6 separate regions of the Mus musculus genome follow, and regions 1, 2, 3, 4 and 6 are each linked to region 5. The links are chromatin contacts, called in public promoter capture Hi-C maps. All regions are on one chromosome and are shown on one strand. Each heading gives the region's core, a stretch centred on a gene start, on an enhancer-like site or on the middle of the called end of the contact. The rest is flanking DNA. Distances are from core to core; before and after follow the strand shown.

Evidence for each region. Promoter capture Hi-C pulls out the DNA fragments that hold promoters and counts their contacts.
Region 1: a promoter capture Hi-C map of pre-B cells shows a contact between it and region 5, with 3 times the contacts expected there. The contact joins the promoter of Pik3r3 here to the promoter of Btf3l4 in region 5. A contact is called at or near these places in 3 of 39 promoter capture datasets (cranial neural crest, frontonasal cranial neural crest and pre-B cells).
Region 2: a promoter capture Hi-C map of pre-B cells shows a contact between it and region 5, with 2.1 times the contacts expected there. The contact joins the promoter of Dph2 here to the promoter of Btf3l4 in region 5. A contact is called at or near these places in 1 of 39 promoter capture datasets (pre-B cells) and 1 of 484 Hi-C or Micro-C datasets (CD4 T cells).
Region 3: a contact with region 5 is called in a promoter capture Hi-C map of liver, with 4 times the contacts expected there. The contact joins the promoter of Mob3c here to the promoter of Btf3l4 in region 5. A contact is called at or near these places in 3 of 39 promoter capture datasets (cranial neural crest, liver and pre-B cells).
Region 4: a promoter capture Hi-C map of cranial neural crest shows a contact between it and region 5. The contact joins the promoter of Rps8 here to the promoter of Btf3l4 in region 5.
Region 6: a contact with region 5 is called in a promoter capture Hi-C map of second pharyngeal arch cranial neural crest. The contact joins the promoter of Uqcrh here to the promoter of Btf3l4 in region 5. A contact is called at or near these places in 3 of 39 promoter capture datasets (cranial neural crest, embryonic stem cells and second pharyngeal arch cranial neural crest).

The regions. Positions count from the first base shown.
Region 1 is chr4:116,220,349-116,223,048 of GRCm38.p6, reverse strand. It overlaps Pik3r3 (phosphoinositide-3-kinase regulatory subunit 3), which reads right to left and starts at 1,441. Exons shown (of 10, transcript NM_181585.6): 1 at 636-1,441. The coding sequence starts at 741.
Region 2 is chr4:117,890,545-117,893,313 of GRCm38.p6, reverse strand. Dph2 (DPH2 homolog) reads left to right here and starts at 1,311. Exons shown (of 6, transcript NM_026344.3): 1 at 1,311-1,604; 2 at 1,887-1,999; 3 at 2,196-2,419; 4 at 2,613-2,769. The coding sequence starts at 1,458. It also overlaps a transcript of Ipo13 not described here.
Region 3 is chr4:115,826,797-115,829,541 of GRCm38.p6, reverse strand. Mob3c (MOB kinase activator 3C) reads right to left here and starts at 1,462. Exons shown (of 4, transcript NM_175308.5): 1 at 1,301-1,462.
Region 4 is chr4:117,154,451-117,157,391 of GRCm38.p6, reverse strand. It overlaps Rps8 (ribosomal protein S8), which reads left to right and starts at 1,260. Exons shown (of 6, transcript NM_009098.2): 1 at 1,260-1,334; 2 at 1,715-1,821; 3 at 2,285-2,384; 4 at 2,579-2,754. The coding sequence starts at 1,331. Snord55 (small nucleolar RNA, C/D box 55) reads left to right here and starts at 1,544; the gene lies at 1,544-1,621. It overlaps LOC115490046 (a small nucleolar RNA gene), which reads left to right and starts at 2,103; the gene lies at 2,103-2,206. Snord38a (small nucleolar RNA, C/D box 38A) reads left to right here and starts at 2,818; the gene lies at 2,818-2,876.
Region 5 is chr4:108,832,358-108,835,218 of GRCm38.p6, reverse strand. Btf3l4 (basic transcription factor 3-like 4) reads left to right here and starts at 1,579. Exons shown (of 6, transcript NM_027453.3): 1 at 1,579-1,711. Txndc12 (thioredoxin domain containing 12 (endoplasmic reticulum)) reads right to left here and starts at 541. Exons shown (of 7, transcript NM_025334.3): 1 at 363-541. The coding sequence starts at 453.
Region 6 is chr4:116,073,670-116,076,369 of GRCm38.p6, reverse strand. It overlaps Uqcrh (ubiquinol-cytochrome c reductase hinge protein), which reads left to right and starts at 1,300. Exons shown (of 4, transcript NM_025641.3): 1 at 1,300-1,454. The coding sequence starts at 1,401. Lrrc41 (leucine rich repeat containing 41) reads right to left here and starts at 1,101. Exons shown (of 10, transcript NM_153521.2): 1 at 763-1,101. The coding sequence starts at 961.

The sequences.
Region 1 (2,700 bases), core at 192-2,691, 7.4 Mb before region 5:
GTAGTAAAATACTACATGCAGACCTAAGAAACTATATGCATAGGAGAAAAAAAGCCTCAGACTAAGGCCATGAATGAATAAGAACGCACAATCCCTGAAAATCACTAACCGGCATTTGGTTTCTATGAGAGAAGCACGGAGTCTCAAAATGAATAATCACAAAGGCAACTCAGTTTCTAAAGTTAACCAAGGTAAAATAACAACGAACCATAGCAGATAACTGCACTAAAGTATAAGCTTTAAGGAATCGCCACAAAGGGAAATTCTTCAAGCATGGATTATAATACATCCCTTGCCAGCAGAAATCTTGATTAAAAAAAAAAAAAAAAGTGGAGGGCCGTCAAAACCCTGAATGACATGCAAAGGCCAAACCAAAACGGGTCTTTCCTCCCACTCCAGTCCCCCCGCCCCCACCCCCTCAGGACAATGGGATCAGGGTCCTAACTGCAAACTTTAAAGGTGTAAGCCAGAGCAGTTTTACTGCAGCTATAACTGCAATCTACCCCTCATCCCGAACCTGGCGCACCCAAGAATACTTCTGGCCTGAAAACGTCACCGGGGTTTTGTTAAGCACAAATCAGACCCATCCAAAAATTTTAAAAAATAATAAAAATAACAAGTTTGCTCTCAAATACCTGGAGGATCCATTTCAATATAAAATATCAGTTCTGTCGAATAGGGCATCATCACCTCCCTCCAGTCTGCGTCATCGCGGTCCATACTCCACACCGTATTGTACATCGCGCTGTCAGGGGCAGGTCGTCGGGAAATATATAAAAAGCATATATATCTTTTATCTGATATTTAAAATCTAAATATATATTTGCAAAAGTTCCACACGGAAATGTACTTGGGGGTTTCCAACGGCCAGTACAAGTCCAGCCAAACTACTAGGATGAGGACAAGGTCCTCCTCTTCTCTCCTCCTAAAGCACCCAACAAAATACCCCGAACTTTCAAGCTACGGGGTTTTTACCTCAGAGGGTTACAGGGAAGCTCGGAAAGCAAAGAGCAGTGGTGTTAAAAAGCAGCTTCCCGAAAATCCTTCCTACACAATCGCTCTCCAAAGGGAAAAGCTCCCACCGCCTCCTAATCTTTCAGCGGAAGCCACTTTTGTGTCCTTCGGAGAAGAGAGAATGGAGAGGAAGGGGGAAAAAAGAACGCGTTGGGAGAAAGCTGGGGAAGTGACAAAGGCTTGAAAAGGGGGTTTGCGTTCAAGTTTCGGGGTCCCACTGGTCTGCGGAGAGCGATTCCCTCTGGGATTGGGACTCGGGCTCTATTCGCGTCAGGCTGGGAACCCAAGCTTCCGCAGCTTCGGGATGGCGACCCCTTGGAGAGTCCAGTCAGCTCGACTGTGCCCGAGTAGTAAAGGTAACCACGACAGCGCCGGCTCCCCTCACGCTCTGCCCTGGCTCCAACCACTAGAGTTTCATTTTAACTGCGCTGAGGGGACCTCCTCCCCCGCCCTCCCCCCTTGCCACCCCCGCTGAGGCGCCAACCAACCGGGCAGGACAGGAGGAAGAGCCGGTAGCTCGACTGTCCTTTCCACTCCTTTGCACCTTAACTGCAAAGATTGTCAAGTGCCTAAGAAATGAAGACTGCCACCACCCTCCGCTTCGACTTTTAACTCTCCCCGTCAGCCTGCGAGACTCGACACTTTAATCAGACTTTGCCATTACCCCCTAGCCTCGCTCAGAATGGTACAGTCCGGGCGCTGGCCGCTCGCCAGGAGTCGGAGCCGGGCGCACGCGAGCTCCTCCAAGAGTGGGGGGCGGATGGTGATTGGCTGAGCCCGGTTGCCGGAGCCCGAGCCTGCGTCTTTTGTCTGCCCTGCTCCAGCTGAGGAGCGGAGACGGCTGCGCGCCCCAAGCGAGCCAATCAGGAGATAGCCGGCGCCGGCCGGTAAGGCGGCGATTGGTCGGACCTCAGTTACTAAGCGGGACAAAGGCAGAGGGGAAAAGAAAAGAGGAGGAAGAAGAGGGGGTGTGGAGAAAGAAAGAAGGCGCAAACGGCGGTTACTGACAGGCTGGGCGAGCGCTCGGGGGCTCAAGCTGCCCGGAGACTGGCGGGGCTTCCCGCTGTGGCTCGGTCCTCCCGGACGAGTGACGAGGGGGAGAACGGGCTGGCGCGAGACTCTTCTGCCTGGAGACTAGCTGCGGGGGGAGGGGAGCGGCGGCAGCGGGGCGTGCTGTCACTTGGCGGGGCGCACACTCTTCTGCTCCATTGGAAGTCTCTGGGCAGAGTTCCTCCTCACAAACCTCTTCACCTTGCTGCGTTCGCCCTCCCCTACCCCGGTGTTAAATCATCAGATACAGCAAAGGTCGCCAAGCCCACTTGCAGGACTCTCTGTCCAGACAAGATCCCCATCGTCCCCCACCCCACCCCCCCCACACACACACTCCCTGAGGGTACCTGAACCTTGAATGTTCCTTGGGGAGTCATCCCCCCCCCCCCCCGCTACTCCGCTTCACACTGAAGGACTTTAGAACCCATAGTTACGCTCAAGCAAAGAGTGAGGCATCTCATCGAGCCCTCCAGTTCTAGTACTCAAATCAGAAAATAAAGAAATAAGAATTAAATAGATTTTTTAAATTACAGTGTCTGTGTGTTTTCTGTGGTAAGTCACAGGTGTTGCATTCCCCTACCAAAAAGGCGCTTTTCTGTTTCCCACTTCCTAACACACAGGTCCCTCCTTCCAAGC
Region 2 (2,769 bases), core at 62-2,561, 9.1 Mb before region 5:
TATTTATCCCGCTCCTCAGTCCCAATTAAAAAAAAATGTGTATGTGTGTATGGCTGAGTTTATATCTGCGCACCACCTGAGTGTAGTTGCCTGCAGGTATTAGAAAAGGGACAAAAAAAAAAAAAAAAAAAAAAAAAAAGCTGGGCGTAGTGGCGCACGCCTTTAATCCCAGCACTTGGGAGGCAGAGACAGGCGGATTTCTGAGTTTGAGGCCAGCCTGGTCTACAAAGTGACTTCCAGGATAGCCAGGGCTATACAGAGAAACCCTGTCTCGAAAAAAAAACAAAACAAAAAAAAAGGAAAGGGACCTCCTAGAACTGGAGTTGCACATAGTTATAAGCCACCATGTGGGTGGTGGTAACTGAACCCACTGCAAGCACAGCAAGTGCTCTTAGCCACTGAAACATTTCTCCAGCCCCGTTAGTCCCATTCCCACAGTCCTGATTTCTCAGCTCTCCTGGAGGATGCAGAGATGCGCCACATGTTTTCAGTCCTTTTTCCCTACGGCATCACGTGAAGAGAGTCTTCCTCTCCCATCCCTCCTTATGATAAGAAGTCGTGTGGGAGAATGTGGGATGTAGCTCAGCCAGAGAGTCGTTGCTTTCCATGCACGAGGCCCCAGGTTCAGTCCCAAGGAGGTGGGGCGAGAGAATAAATTCGGGCTCTAAAGCCCAGTTTCTAGAACCAGCAGACATGGTTTTGTTTTTCTTATCTATATGGGATAATTCTTGCTTCTAATGATGAACTGGTGAACTTAGCAAGGGTCAGTGTTTGGTTGACAGACCGTGAGGACAACAGGTTGTGGGACAATTCTCTAGCAGGCAAAGTAAAGGACATAGAGACATTTTACGATGTCTGGCAGTAAGTACCTGCTCACAAATATTCAAACCCAAGCTGTGGGCACTGAGTTGGAAATTATGCAGTACTGGGAGATCCAGCTCGGTCACACAGCAAGACCCTGTTTCAGATTCTGGGGGCTGTGAAGATGGCTTGGTGGATTAGGGAGCTTGCAGCCAACCCTGAAGAACTGAGCTGTATAAGGACCCTTGCTCTCACTGTATGTATATACGTGCACACGCGCGCGCGTTTAAATATGATCAGCAGATAGCGCCTGCTCACACTGAATTAGTGACTTAGAAATTAGAGGGCACCGGCAGGCTGGCCTTAGGGTATCCGGGAAGAAGCTTTAGCCAGTGGAACCACAACACCCACAAGGCTTTGCGGCACTTCCGATTGGTCCTGAGTGAGAGGCTAGTGATTGGTTCTCTGTGGGAAGTCCTTGAACCCGGAAGTAATCTCCGTAGGTCCATGTGTAGTGGAGAGCCGGGAATTTGGAAGCGTACGGTTTGGATCCTAGGACCCGAGGACAGGTTGGTCCGGATCCACAAACAGAGCTGCTGTGACCTCGAGGACTTTTGAGGGTGCAGCTGCATCTCACCCCACCCAAGCTGCGCCCAATGGAGTCTACGTTCAGCAGCCCTGCGGAGGCAGCCCTGCAACGGGAGGCGGGCGTTCCAGGACAGTTCACTCCTCCTGAAGACCTGGACCGCGTGTATGAGCTGGAGCGAGTTACGAAATTTGTCTGCGATTTAGGTTGTCAGCGGGTGAGGTCTGGTTCAGAGAAGGGGGCGCGAAAAGGGGGCGCGGGGCGCGGGCTCTCCTCTGGGTATGGGTTGCGGAGATTGGGACTTTGGGTCGGGATCCGCCCGTATCGCACGGATTACCCACAACTCTGTGGGGCTGGCTGCCTCCTTAGAAGTAGGGGCTTGGGATGTTTAGTGGGTTTTTTTGTTTGTTTGTTTGTTTTTTTGTTTGTTTTTTGTTTTTTTGCAGAGGCTGTTGGTGGAGGAGTGAGGTTGTCGCTGACTTGTGGCTTGTATTTACAGGTGACTTTGCAGTTCCCTGACCAGTTACTAGGAGATGCGGGAGCGGTGGCTGCCCGGCTGGAGGAAGTCACAGGAGCTAAGATGTTCATTTTAGGGGACACAGCTTATGGCAGGTATGGGGTTTCCCAGCCCACAGTGTCTGCCTCCAGTGACCGTGTTTGCACGATGAGAAGCTCCTGATGCCAGCTTCCCTCAGTCACAGTGAATTCCTAGCTTGGTGCCATTTTCTCCACTGGCCACATTTCCCATTGATGACAACTCTTCTCTCCAGGTAGGGAACACCTCTCACCAATGCTCTCTCCCCTGCAGCTGCTGTGTGGATGTGCTGGGCGCCGAGCAGGCTGGAGCTCAAGCCCTTGTGCACTTCGGTCCTGCCTGCTTAAGCCCCCCAGCCTCGCAGCTGCCCATCACCTTTGTCCTTGGTCAGCGACCCGTTGCTTTAGAGCTCTGTGCAAAGGCCTTTGAAGCCCAGAACCCAGATCCGACAGCCCCGGTGGTACTGCTGAGTGAGCCAGCTTGTGCCCATGCCCTAGGTGAGAAATTATACCTGTGAGGGAAAGAAGGGTGGGTCCACAGCTTCATGCCTTAATTCCTCCTATTTAAGCACACTTACCTAGAGCTCTTGGCCTCAGTTGGCCTGGCTTGTCCTTTAGGGTCACATTGAGGCATCTGGGGATGAGACATCTCTTACTTTGCCAGACTTCAACTCTGATGCACCTCTTTCAGAGCCTTTGGCCATGCTCCTGCTCCCAAAGTACCAAGATCTGCTCATCTCCCGCCCAGCTCTTCCCCTGCCAGTGGGATCCCCGAGCTCACAGCCTGAGTCCCTGGAGCGTTTTGGGCGCTGCTTCCCCCTGAATCCAGGGAGACGTCTGGAAGAATA
Region 3 (2,745 bases), core at 213-2,712, 7.0 Mb before region 5:
TTGCCTGAGTTTGATTCTTGGGACCAACATGGTGGAAGGAGAGCACTCCCACAAACTGTCTCTGACCTCCACATGTGCACTGTAATGCGCACATAAATGTGTGTGTTCCCGAGCTCATACGTGCATGCATGAGCAAGTGTGTGGACACACATAAATAAATGTAATTAAGTTTTGAAAGTAAATCTTGCCTCTCAATAAATGAAAAGTGAGGGGGAAAGAACTGATATCAGCTCTGGGCCTCCATCTCTGCATGCCCATCTTCATATACCCACAGCACCACACACACACACACACACACACACACACACACACACATACACACACACGTTGGGATAGCTGAGAGGTCAAGTGGTACGTCCCACATGAACAGATGGCGAAACTGAGGCCTAGGAGGAGGATTTGAGGAGCCTGAATTTGCACAGCAAGTTAGAAGTAGGGGACTGGTATAAAAAGGGACTCAGCCTATGACAAGGTACAAAGTGTCCCTTTCCTGCTGTCTGGCCACTGGCCTGATATAGATAATTGTGAAGGAAGGGAGTAGAGAGGCCCCACCTCCTTAGTATAGAACTTTAGGCCCCAGGACTTTTCCTAGAAAGAGTAAACTTGGAGGTGAGTACGGAAGGTAAGCTAAGAGGGCATCCCGTCTGTTAGCACTATCCTCTCCCAGCCTCACACGGAGCCTCTCTTCCTCTTCCCTGTGGACCCCCCACTTTAATTACTAGGTAGGTGGTCAGTGGTTTGCTTACTCCGTGACCAAGCATTTAATCTTCCTAGATGAAGAGCACAGGCTGACTGACACTGCCTGTTTGTCTTACCTCGTCCCCTGCCAGGGACACACCTGCTCCTTCCTTAGTCTGGCTTAGAATCAGCCAGAAGATGGTCCCAGTTTGAACTCAGAATCTAGCCTAGCACGCCCTGCGGGACAAGATCTAAGTTTGAGATTCTCAGAGAAAGAGGGAGCGACAGACGCAGCGCTGTCCAGCCAGACCCGCCCCTACCTCCCGCGAGCTCCTAAGAACCTCCCCTTAGCTTCAGCTGTTAGGGCCAAACAGGTCCTAGGACCCAGAGGAGCCAGCCTGACATTTCCGCTCCTGAAGACACGCCCCCCACCACCGCCAGCTACCGCCACCCCCACCCCGGACTTCGGACACTGAGAGCCTCGGACCCTGGGCTGAGGACTGTGGCCAGCCTGCTTTTGGGCCGGAGTCGCTTCCAGAAGGTGCCACGCGAGGACCAAGAAGAACTAAAAGTGGAAGCAAGACTGGGCCCTGGGGGGCGCGGAGACGCGGCGCTCACTCACCCGCTCCGCCTGAGTGGACAGCTCCGGGTCTCTGTCCCTGCGGCCACACCGCAACGCGCCGGTCGTCCTCCGGCCTGTGATCCCGCCGTGCGGGTCTCAGCGTCTACCCACCAGTCTGATCTGGGCCGCGGCCGCCGTCCCGCCGCCAGTGCTCGAGGAGACGCCAGCTCCGCCCCAGGCTCAGCCACGCCGCGGCCACGGGGCGGGGAGGGGCGGGGAAAGGGACTCCCCCGTCCCAGGATACTTACTCTTCTCTTTAGCCTTTCCGGGAAGTGGGAAGTCCGATCGGGCTCGCTGTCTCCCCGAGGGCAAAGGACTAACTGAGGAGCCGCCCCAAAGGACCGCCTGGATCTTCCCTAAGGAGATAGCCTCAGATTCATAGGCTGTAGAATGGGAACAAGTTTAGCTTCCGCCTGAAGCAGAAAGAAAAACCGCTGTGGTTTGAATGGTTTCCTAGCCCTCCTGCAGTTATCTGAGCTTCACTTGTCTTTGAATTCAATAAAAGTTCCTAGCAGCCAATGTGTTCAGCTTCAGTCCACTGCCATACAGAGCAACTCAAAACCCACCACTGGAGGCTGCTGCTGGTGGATGGCGCATGTCTTTAATTTCAACACTAGCGAGGTAGAGGCAGGCAAATCTTTGAGTTCCAGGCTGCTAGCCAGCCAGGCTAGCCAGGGCTAGGTGGTAAGATGGTCTCTCTCTCTCTTAAAAACAAAACAAAACAAAACAAAACAAAACAAAACAAAACAAAACACCAAAACCAAAACCAAACCAAACCAAACCAAAACAACCAAACACTTAAATGAATAGCACACGTATGGGAGCCGTGGACTGGGTCAGTCCAGACAGAAACATTCCCAAAGAATGTTCAAAGAAGACCTCGCCTTCCTTGCACCTGGTTCTGGTTCTGTAGACTCTCACACCATCCAAAGTTACCCATTTCCTATCTTCCTTTGTCTCTGTTGTTCTTTAGAATGGCTTCTCTCCCAGCCTGTTCCATCTGGCTCCAAACCTTTGCATACTTGATCTACACTACCCACTCTTCTACCTAGATTCCTCCCCTGGAAACAGGCTGCTATCCCACATCAGTGCTCAATGCATACCATGGCTTGGCCCCAGGAACCTGTCTGCAGGATCTGCCTAGGGTGAGGAGGTTGAAGACAGAGTTCTACTAGGTGAGTGCTATGGTTAACCTTCATTGTTAGCTTCACTAGCTTCGGAACTACCAAGGAGTCGCCTCTCTGGGAGTGTGTATTCCCAAGGGGTTGTTTAACTGAGGAGGACTGGCTCTCCTTGAATGTGTCTCCTGCCATCCTGAACTAAACTAACAGAAAGGTGGGTGAGGGTGGGGGAGCCAATAGAGCACAGGTGTCCATCCACCTCCATTTCTTCACCACTGTTCCAGACTCTTGCTGTCACAGCTTAGAGCCTGTCTTGACATACTT
Region 4 (2,941 bases), core at 11-2,510, 8.3 Mb before region 5:
CAAACACAACAAAAAAATCGCTTCAAAACTGTAAAATCGTGGGGGGGGGGGGGGCTGGCGAGATGGCTCAGTGGTTAAGAGGGCCGACTGCTCTTCCAAAGGTCCGGAGTTCAAATCCCAGCAACCACATGGTGGCTCACAAACATCCGTAACGAAATCTGATGCCCTCTTCTGGAGTGTCTCAAGACAGCTACAGTGTACTTACATATACTAAATAAATAAATCTTTAAAAAAAAAAAATCGGATACACGCAGTAAAAACCTCAGAATCAAAATTTAAAACATTTGAAGTTAAAGTTTAAAATTCAAAAAGAAATCGGTCAGGTGAGAGGTCCCTTTAAAAGTAGACGTTCACTGACATTCAAGGCGACGTTTAAGTTTAAGAAATAAAATGTACTGACTGAGCTCTCATCTTGTCTGACGCCGGAGCCCCACTGTCCTCTGCTTTGATTTCACTTGGAGGGGTGTCTAGTGCCTCAGTTTCTCCTCAGCCGGCCGCTTGTTCCTCCCACTGAGCAGTAGCTCATTCTTTAGCTCAGGCTAGCCCTCAACTGGTGATAATTCTCTGTCTCAGTGCTGGATTTCAGGTTTGACCCACTGGGCCAGACCAGATTGTCAGATACTTTGGAATTGGAATTTCAGGAACTGTGAGTCGACCTAAGCACTTGATGCTTTTGAAGAGACCCTGAGCACAGTTTGCAGTACCAATCTTTCCAGAACTAAAACTGTTTTTAATTTCCTTTTTGATTGCTAATTGCTGCCATGTAAGAGATACACATGAATTTTGTGTGTTCATATACAGGGTCAAGTCCCCCTGTGAACAGAGCGTTGGAGCTTCTACTACTTCACTTTTCCAATTAGGGCCCTTTACTCTTTTTTCTTTTTTGGTTTTACAAGTTTACAAGGGTTTCTCTGTATAGCCCTGGCTGTCCTAGAACTCACTTTGTAGACCAGGTTGGCCTCAAACTCAGAAATTCGCCTGCCTCTGTCTCCCGAGTGCTGGGATTAAAGGCGTGCGCCACCACGCCCGGTTTAAAAAAAAAAAAAAAAAAAAAAATTTAAAGGACAAAATGTAAGCACAACAGGCAGGCAAGTGTGCCCTATAGCTCAGCTTAAGGAGCCCGCCCTCCAGACCGCCCAAGGTCAAGGGATTTGAGGCGGGGTCCGCGTGAGTTCGCACGCCGCAGGACCCTCCCCTGTGCCAGCGTCCCAGGCTCGCCGCGGCCCCAGGTCCTTCCCGGCAACCGGAAGAGACGTAAAGAAGGCGGGGCTGAGTTTTAGAAACCGGACCGTGAAGCTTTGCGCTTCCTCTTTCCAGCCAGCGCCGAGCGATGGGTGAGTGTTGCTGCGGGCCGGGTCGGGCCGCGGGGGAGCGAGCTCCATCCGTCTCCATCCTGCCTCCCGACGCATGCTCGGCCCGACCATGGGCCACGGGCAGCCGTGGCAAGGGCCTGCGGTGGGCTAGGGCTGTGGAGATCGCTGCGGCCGCCTCCGGGGCTCCGGGCTGCGAGCGGGCCAACATGGCTGCCGCGGGCCGGGCCGCACGCGGATGATGACACCTGGGTATGCTGCACACTCCCGACTGCGTCGTGGGGAAGCCAACCTTGGAGAGCTGAGCGTGCGGGCAGCCCGCGCAGCGCGGGGCTCGGGAGCGGGCTGATTGGCCGGCGGCGAGGCCCGGTTGCTCAGGCTTGCGTCCTCGCTCCCACACACAGGCATCTCTCGGGACAACTGGCACAAGCGCCGCAAGACCGGGGGTAAGCGAAAACCCTACCACAAGAAGCGAAAGTATGAGCTGGGACGGCCCGCTGCCAACACGAAGGTGCGTGCGGGGGTCGGGGGGAGGACGACTGGGAGAGGCTGCCTTCCCCTGCGCTAGAGCGTGTTTGCTGGGGAACACGAGTGGCTGTGATCACCTTTGTAAGGCTCAGGTTTCTCGGTGCTGGCGACTGGACATGGAAGTGTGTCCACGTGCAGGGTCTGTGCACCCTAATCTCCAAGCTTAGGGTCTACTGGAGCCTAGGAGTGGGAGAGCTGCAAGCTTGGTGTGTTCCTTACTGGGGTTCTTCCTGTGTTAGGGGGGGTCTGGCTTTTTCTGGAGGTAACTAGGGTGATGAAAACGTATCCTTAGGCGTGGTTATGGCCGTCTTGGCCACCTGTACACCACTTGCCAATGCAAGGACTTGTCATAGTTACACTGACTGTTACCTCCGTCTGGTTCGGGTTCCTCTCCCAGTCCCCACTCGTTTTGATGACACATGTTCTGGCCTTCTTGTGTTCTCTAGATTGGCCCTCGCCGCATACACACAGTCCGAGTTCGAGGAGGCAATAAGAAGTACCGTGCCCTGAGATTGGATGTGGGGAACTTTTCCTGGGGCTCTGAGTGTAAGTAGGTGTTGAAGTATTTGAATTTGTTCTTGCTGAAAGATCCTGAGGTAGTTGGAGAATTCTTTGCCATATTCTGATCTCTTAACTCCTGCAATGAGAGGTGCTTTCTAGAGAATGTTAAAAAAAGATTTCAGTAATAAAAAAACATTAACTGCCCCAGCCCCTGATTGTGAATCTCTCTTTGTATGCAGGTTGTACTCGCAAAACAAGGATCATTGATGTTGTCTACAATGCATCCAACAACGAGCTTGTCCGCACCAAGACCCTGGTGAAGAACTGCATCGTGCTTATTGACAGCACGCCGTACCGACAGTGGTACGAGTCCCACTATGCACTGCCCCTGGGCCGCAAGAAGGGGGCCAAGCTGGTGCGTTGTCTTCCTGTAAGGGGTTGATTGGCTGGGGGTGGGATGGGTGCTGCCTTCTTGTGATGAAAATACTGTCCAGTTCTGCTACTGAAGGAATGAGATGAACACTTTAGTGCTGAAGAAGGCAAGCATGGCGACTTGGGGGGGGGGGGTTCAAGGAGGCTTGTGACTTTCCTGGTGACAAATC
Region 5 (2,861 bases), core at 330-2,829:
TTTCTTCTGGCGGAAAGGTGACGGTTCCTGAGGGCTTCCCAAGCGACCTATTTCTTCTGGCGGGAAGGTGACGGTTCCTGGAGGCGTCCCAAGCGCCTAACATGACACATGAATGGACTCTTAAACAACCTAGTCCTAATTTAAGGGCCATATCTTCTCAATCCCAAGAATTAAGAGCGCCCTCAAGTACAACTTCCTTCTCTTAAACCCTCTCCCGGACCTGGTACTCCTGACCCCGAGAAATCCACAAAAGCAGTTGGGGAAGATAAAAAGGAATCTAAAGTGGCCTAAGATACAGTGAGAAAATAAAGTGTTAAGAAGGCCCGGGGTCCGTAAAGATTACGGTAAGAATGAGGTCTGACCCTTTCCAAGCCCAGTGCGTCCGTCTGAAGAAGTGATGAGGAGCAGGAAACTGAAGCTCAGCAAACAGGTGGCCCCGAAACGAAGCGACATCTCCACGGTGGTAGTTGCACAGAGCCACCGGATTGAGGGAACAGGATTTCCAGCAGAAGCTCCGCTCTGCCCCCTTATCGCCGTTCAGCCCAACCCCTCGGATTCCCAGATTTTTTTTTTTTTTTTTTTTTCCTAGCCAAACACTGAAGGAAGTGATGTTAGACGGATGTGGGCGGTGCCTCGAGGGTCCGCTTTGGAATGGAGTAAGTTTAAAGGTGCAGATCACGTAGAAGGATGTGGGAGTACATCTCGAGTTTGCTTTCCCTAAGTCCTTGATATCCAGGCTTAAAGAAACAGCCGGATGAGGTGGCCCGAATTGGTGAGGGCTGGGGAAAGGTTCAGGAAAACCGTTGTTAATTACGTCTGACCTCTAGCCTAGCCCCTCCCTCCAATGGACCACTACACTAAATATTCAAAATGCAAATTATTATCTTTGAGATCAGCCTATCACAACAGAGGGCTTGGAATTTCCCGCCCCCTCGCACAAGTTAAAAATACTGGACAACAGCATTTCATTGTTAGATTTCTGTTTGGGATTCCAAAGAGACTCGGTAAGCCCGTTTCGCTGTGCACGCGTCTGTGTCTTGCAGGCAAGCACTTTGGAGAAGCGCTGGACCCTTCCCCCCACCCCCACTCGCATTCGCAGGACTTCCACTCAGGCATGATGCAACCAACTGACATAAGGTCCAAGAAAACCATGCTTGGGGCCTTTTATTGCACAACTGAAGAGGTAGTCCGAGGGAACTGGGACATAAGTCATCTCAAGCACGTAAAGTGTAAAGCTTCTTTCCGTTAAGTCTGTTGCTTTTTGTATTGGGTCGAGTTACTACCTAACAAGTCAACTGCCGACTTTCCCTCCTGATGAGAGTCCATTAGAGCTCAATGCTTAGTGAAGGACATCCAAGGTGTACAACCCGAACTAGACCCCACACCACCCTTCTGTTAAATCCAAGACAAAAGGTAAGCGCAGACACAATGGGACGCCAAGGGGACCGCCGCCTCCTCCAGGAAGCAGCCCGGCCGCCAATCAGAATAGTGAGGTGCGCGAGGCATGCTGGGCTTTGTAGTCGGGAGGCAGGCGCGCAGTTGCCGTACCCACCCCCACCCCGCCTCCCTCCCGCGGTCGAGGCGGGGCCGTGCGTCACGTGGGCCTCTCCCGCCGCCGCCGCCGCTGCCGCCGCGGTCTTTCTCTGTCTCAGCTGAGGCAGCCATCTTGCTCTTGCCGCGTGCTGGTGTTGGAGGACCCTCCCCGCTGCAGGTGAGACCCCCGGCGGGCCCGCCACCCCACGGCCTCCGGCCGCTGCGCACGGTCTCCCCCCGCCCTCCCCTCTCGACACCCGCCGTCCGCTCCGGCTGCCACTTCCGCCGTGGCGCGGCGAGTGGGGGCGGAGGCGGCCGGCCGGGCCTGTCGGTTACGGGCGGCGCAGCTGGGGGTCGGCACCTGAGGGAAGGTCCCCAGCACCACCGCCCGCTGTGGAGGAGCCGGGCCCGGGCTCTGGCCGCTCAGGTCCAGACCCAGGAGGGTAGAACCCTCCTCGTCCATCACTCATTATTCACAACAACAGTGTCAGACGCTTTGAGCAGCAGATCTGTTGTCATCTCTTTTGCTCCTCCCAAACTGAGGTTAGCACCCGGCCACCAAGCTCTTGGGGCCGAACTAGGTTGCAGCGCTCTTCACTTTGTAATAGAAGTGCTTGTTTACAAGTCTCTCTTAATTTTGAGACAGTTACCTATCCTTATAACCTCTTCACACTGCCTGATGATTGATCGCCAGGCACAGTGTTACACAGCTGGTGAATGGCGGTTTCAACTTCCGTTCCCACGTTCTTTCATTATACCTAATTAGTGGCCCTCTGGAAGAATGGTAACAATAGTTACCAACTACTGAGTGTCTTACCTGAACTTGATAATCTATGCTTTAGCCTTCAACTCAGTAAAGTATGCGATGGTATACTTTTTTTAATGCGGGAGAAACAAACACAAGTACAAAGAACCTAAATACCTTTCCAAAGCCCTAAGTGGTAAAACCTCACATAAAAAGTCAGGGCTGAAAATTCAAATTATTTTTATCTTTGTAAACATGATTAAAGTACTTGGATGCTTATAATTTGGGCATCCAATAAATATTGATTCATCTCTGTATACTCTTTTTGGAAGTCCTTGAGAAAAGTGCAGAAAGGATTCGTGGATATTCACTCAGTGATCATGTGGCCCTTGAAAGTCATTTCTCCCTTTGGGACACAGAGAGGAACTTTCCAGGCCTTCCAGGCAGCTAACAATTTTGTTTATAATTTATGCCCTGCTGCACTAACAGGTATCTGAGATGACCTCACACTTGAAACAAGAATGACAGGTACATTAAAGATATTAAGTAGGGATTAAACCAGGTGACCTTTTAGGTCTCAGGC
Region 6 (2,700 bases), core at 51-2,550, 7.2 Mb before region 5:
ACTTTCCTACCTTCTCCACCACCGCCCCGGTCCATCCAGAAGGCCACCGGCGCTACCTGCTCGGCGGGCAGACCCGCAGCTCAGTTTAGCAGCGAGGTCTGGGGCGTCGGTGCGCTCCCTTCAGCCCTCGCTCGGGCCGTCAAACAGGCCACGGCGCTCCCAGCCTTTTCGGCTTCTCCCCGCGACTCCGGTCCCTCGCTCGCTCTCCACTGGGCTGTCCCACCCCGCCCATCCGCGGGGCTCCCGGAGTCCAGGTACCGGTGGTGTGCCCGGCGGACAGCGGAGGCCCCGGGCCGGCAGCGCAGGTGGCTGCGGGCCTGGCCTCCTTGCCTCGGGTCGGGCCTGCCAAAGTCGGTCCCTGCCCCGGGGCAGCCCGGCCATCCCTGCCCCGTCGGTTCGAGATCCGAGAATCCTCCGTTCAGTCCGGTCCAGCCCAGTGTCAGTTCCGAGCCTGTGGCTCCGGCCTGCTACTCCAGCCCCCGTCGCTAGGGCCCTGGCAGCTCTGCCCCGTACCGGGCCTTCTGGCCTCGCCCCCCGCGCCCCCCAGGCGAGCCGCGGCTCGGCTTCACCGGCTCCCTCGGTCTCAGGCTTCACTCCGTCCCGCCCTGTCAGTCACGGAATTTCTGTTCCGACTCCACCATCGAACTCCCGGGGCTCCCAGCTGGGCCTGGCCCCGGGCCTCTCGGCCTCGCCCCCCGCGCCCCCTGGCCGCCGGGCCGCCCCCGCTCGCTGCCGGAGGTCGCCCCTCACTCCGCGACTTACCCCACACCCCGCTCTCCAGAACCCCCATATGGGCGCTCACTGCCCGCCCGCACAGCTCGAACAGGGCGGGGGGAGCGCTGGGGCCCGAGGCCGAGCTCTTCGCTGGCGCCGCCTCCCGGGACGTGGCCTCCATGGTCGTTGCTGCCGCTACCTCACAGAACCAGCAACTCCGGGCGCGCCAGGCCTCGGGCGCCGCCATCTTGGGGAGGTGCGCGAGCCCGAGAATGACACCCGCGGGCCGCCATCTTGAAGAGGTCAGCTTTTAGGACCGCTCCATAAGGGATATGGGGAAGAACAGAAACAACATTAAAAGATCGTCAAACAGAGGAGCAGATGACTCAAGTATCTTAGGGAATACTACTTGGAAAAATACTGTAGATCAACACATTTGGGCAAGAAGTGACCGAAAGGATGTTTCTTAGCAAATTCTTTGCAGGCGTATATAGCAGCTCCCCCTACGTCTCGTAGCTAGCGAGTAGTACAGCCCAATTTGTGCGTGTGTTCGGGACTACGAGGAGTATGCCGCACTTCCGGCCAGGTCGCCGGATATCCGTCGAGTGACCCTTACTAGTCCTTCTTAAACCTGAAGTGGAGTACTACTCTGGTTGCGCTTGTTGGATCCCAAACCGGCTCCCGACATGGGACTAGAGGACGAACGAAAGATGCTCACTGGATCTGGAGACCCCAAAGAGGTAAGGCTTCGAGGTTGGCGGGCCCGGGACCTAGCTCAACAAAGCACCTCCCGGGGCTCTCTTAGTCCGGGTTTATAGCCTAGGGTTTGCGGGGTCCAGAGAGGTGGTTTCCGTTACTTACCTTCAGAATTCTTTGGTTGACCTTGGGCAGATTAATAGCTAGTCTTTCTCGGGATTGGCTTCCCCAAACCAGGAATGTGAAAGTGTAACTGGAGTTTATAATGCTGCACTGATAAACTTGTGTAAACAAACAAACAACCCCCCCCCAGGTTTTTGAGGTTCTAATTTGATAAATGTTTTGAGGTTCTAACTTGATAAGTGCGTGAAGCAAAAAACTAACGTTAGTCTTTAACGTAGCTTAGGTCAGAATTTATTTATGGAGATTTCGGGGACCCTAGTCTTCGGAAAAGTGCTTTCAGGAGTTGGGGTGTAGCTTCATGGTAAAGCTCTTGCCTAGCATTAACAAGCCCTGTATTCGCTTCCCAGCATCTCCAACAAAAAGCGGTTCTTTATCTTTTGGGATGGAGATGGCCGAGGACTTGTGCCTTTGGGGACAGTTTAAGAATGTGTAGTGTAATTCTGTGGTGCAAGAGGGAGCTCTTTCCCAAGTTGAGCATCATTGTGATAAATATTGGCTGCTTATGTGCTGAGTGCTTTATATGCACTAAGATACTTAACTTGCACAGTTTCCCCATGAGGTAAATATCAGGTACATTATATATTTTTGTCACTTTTATTACATGAGGCAGCAAGCAAGGAAGTTTATCTTGAATGAGGGCACACAACTAGCAAGACAATACAACTGGGACTCCAATGCAGACGTCCAGGCTTGAGAGCCAGAGCTCTAGCCCGAGACTCACTTTGCTTCCATTTCCTGTGCATTTGTCTTGTCTACTTCAGGACAAGCCATCAGGGCTTAATGGATTAATTAGTTGGCAAATTATTTATCCCTTAATTTTTTCAAGTTTTCATTCTCAGAAAGTTTAACAGGATACCACAGCAGATAGAAGTTTTAAAATTAAGAAAGTTGGGCATGGTGGTCCGTGTCTTTAATCCCAACACTCAGGAGGCAATGGCAGGAGGATCTCTGTAAGTTCAGAGCCATCCTGGTCTTCATATCAAACTCCATGACAGCCAGGACTATAGAGATCCTTTCTCAAAAAAACAATAAACCAACAAATCAAATAATAAAATGAAGAAAGTTAAATTAATTTTGTGAAAGATCCATAATGAATGGAGATGAAAT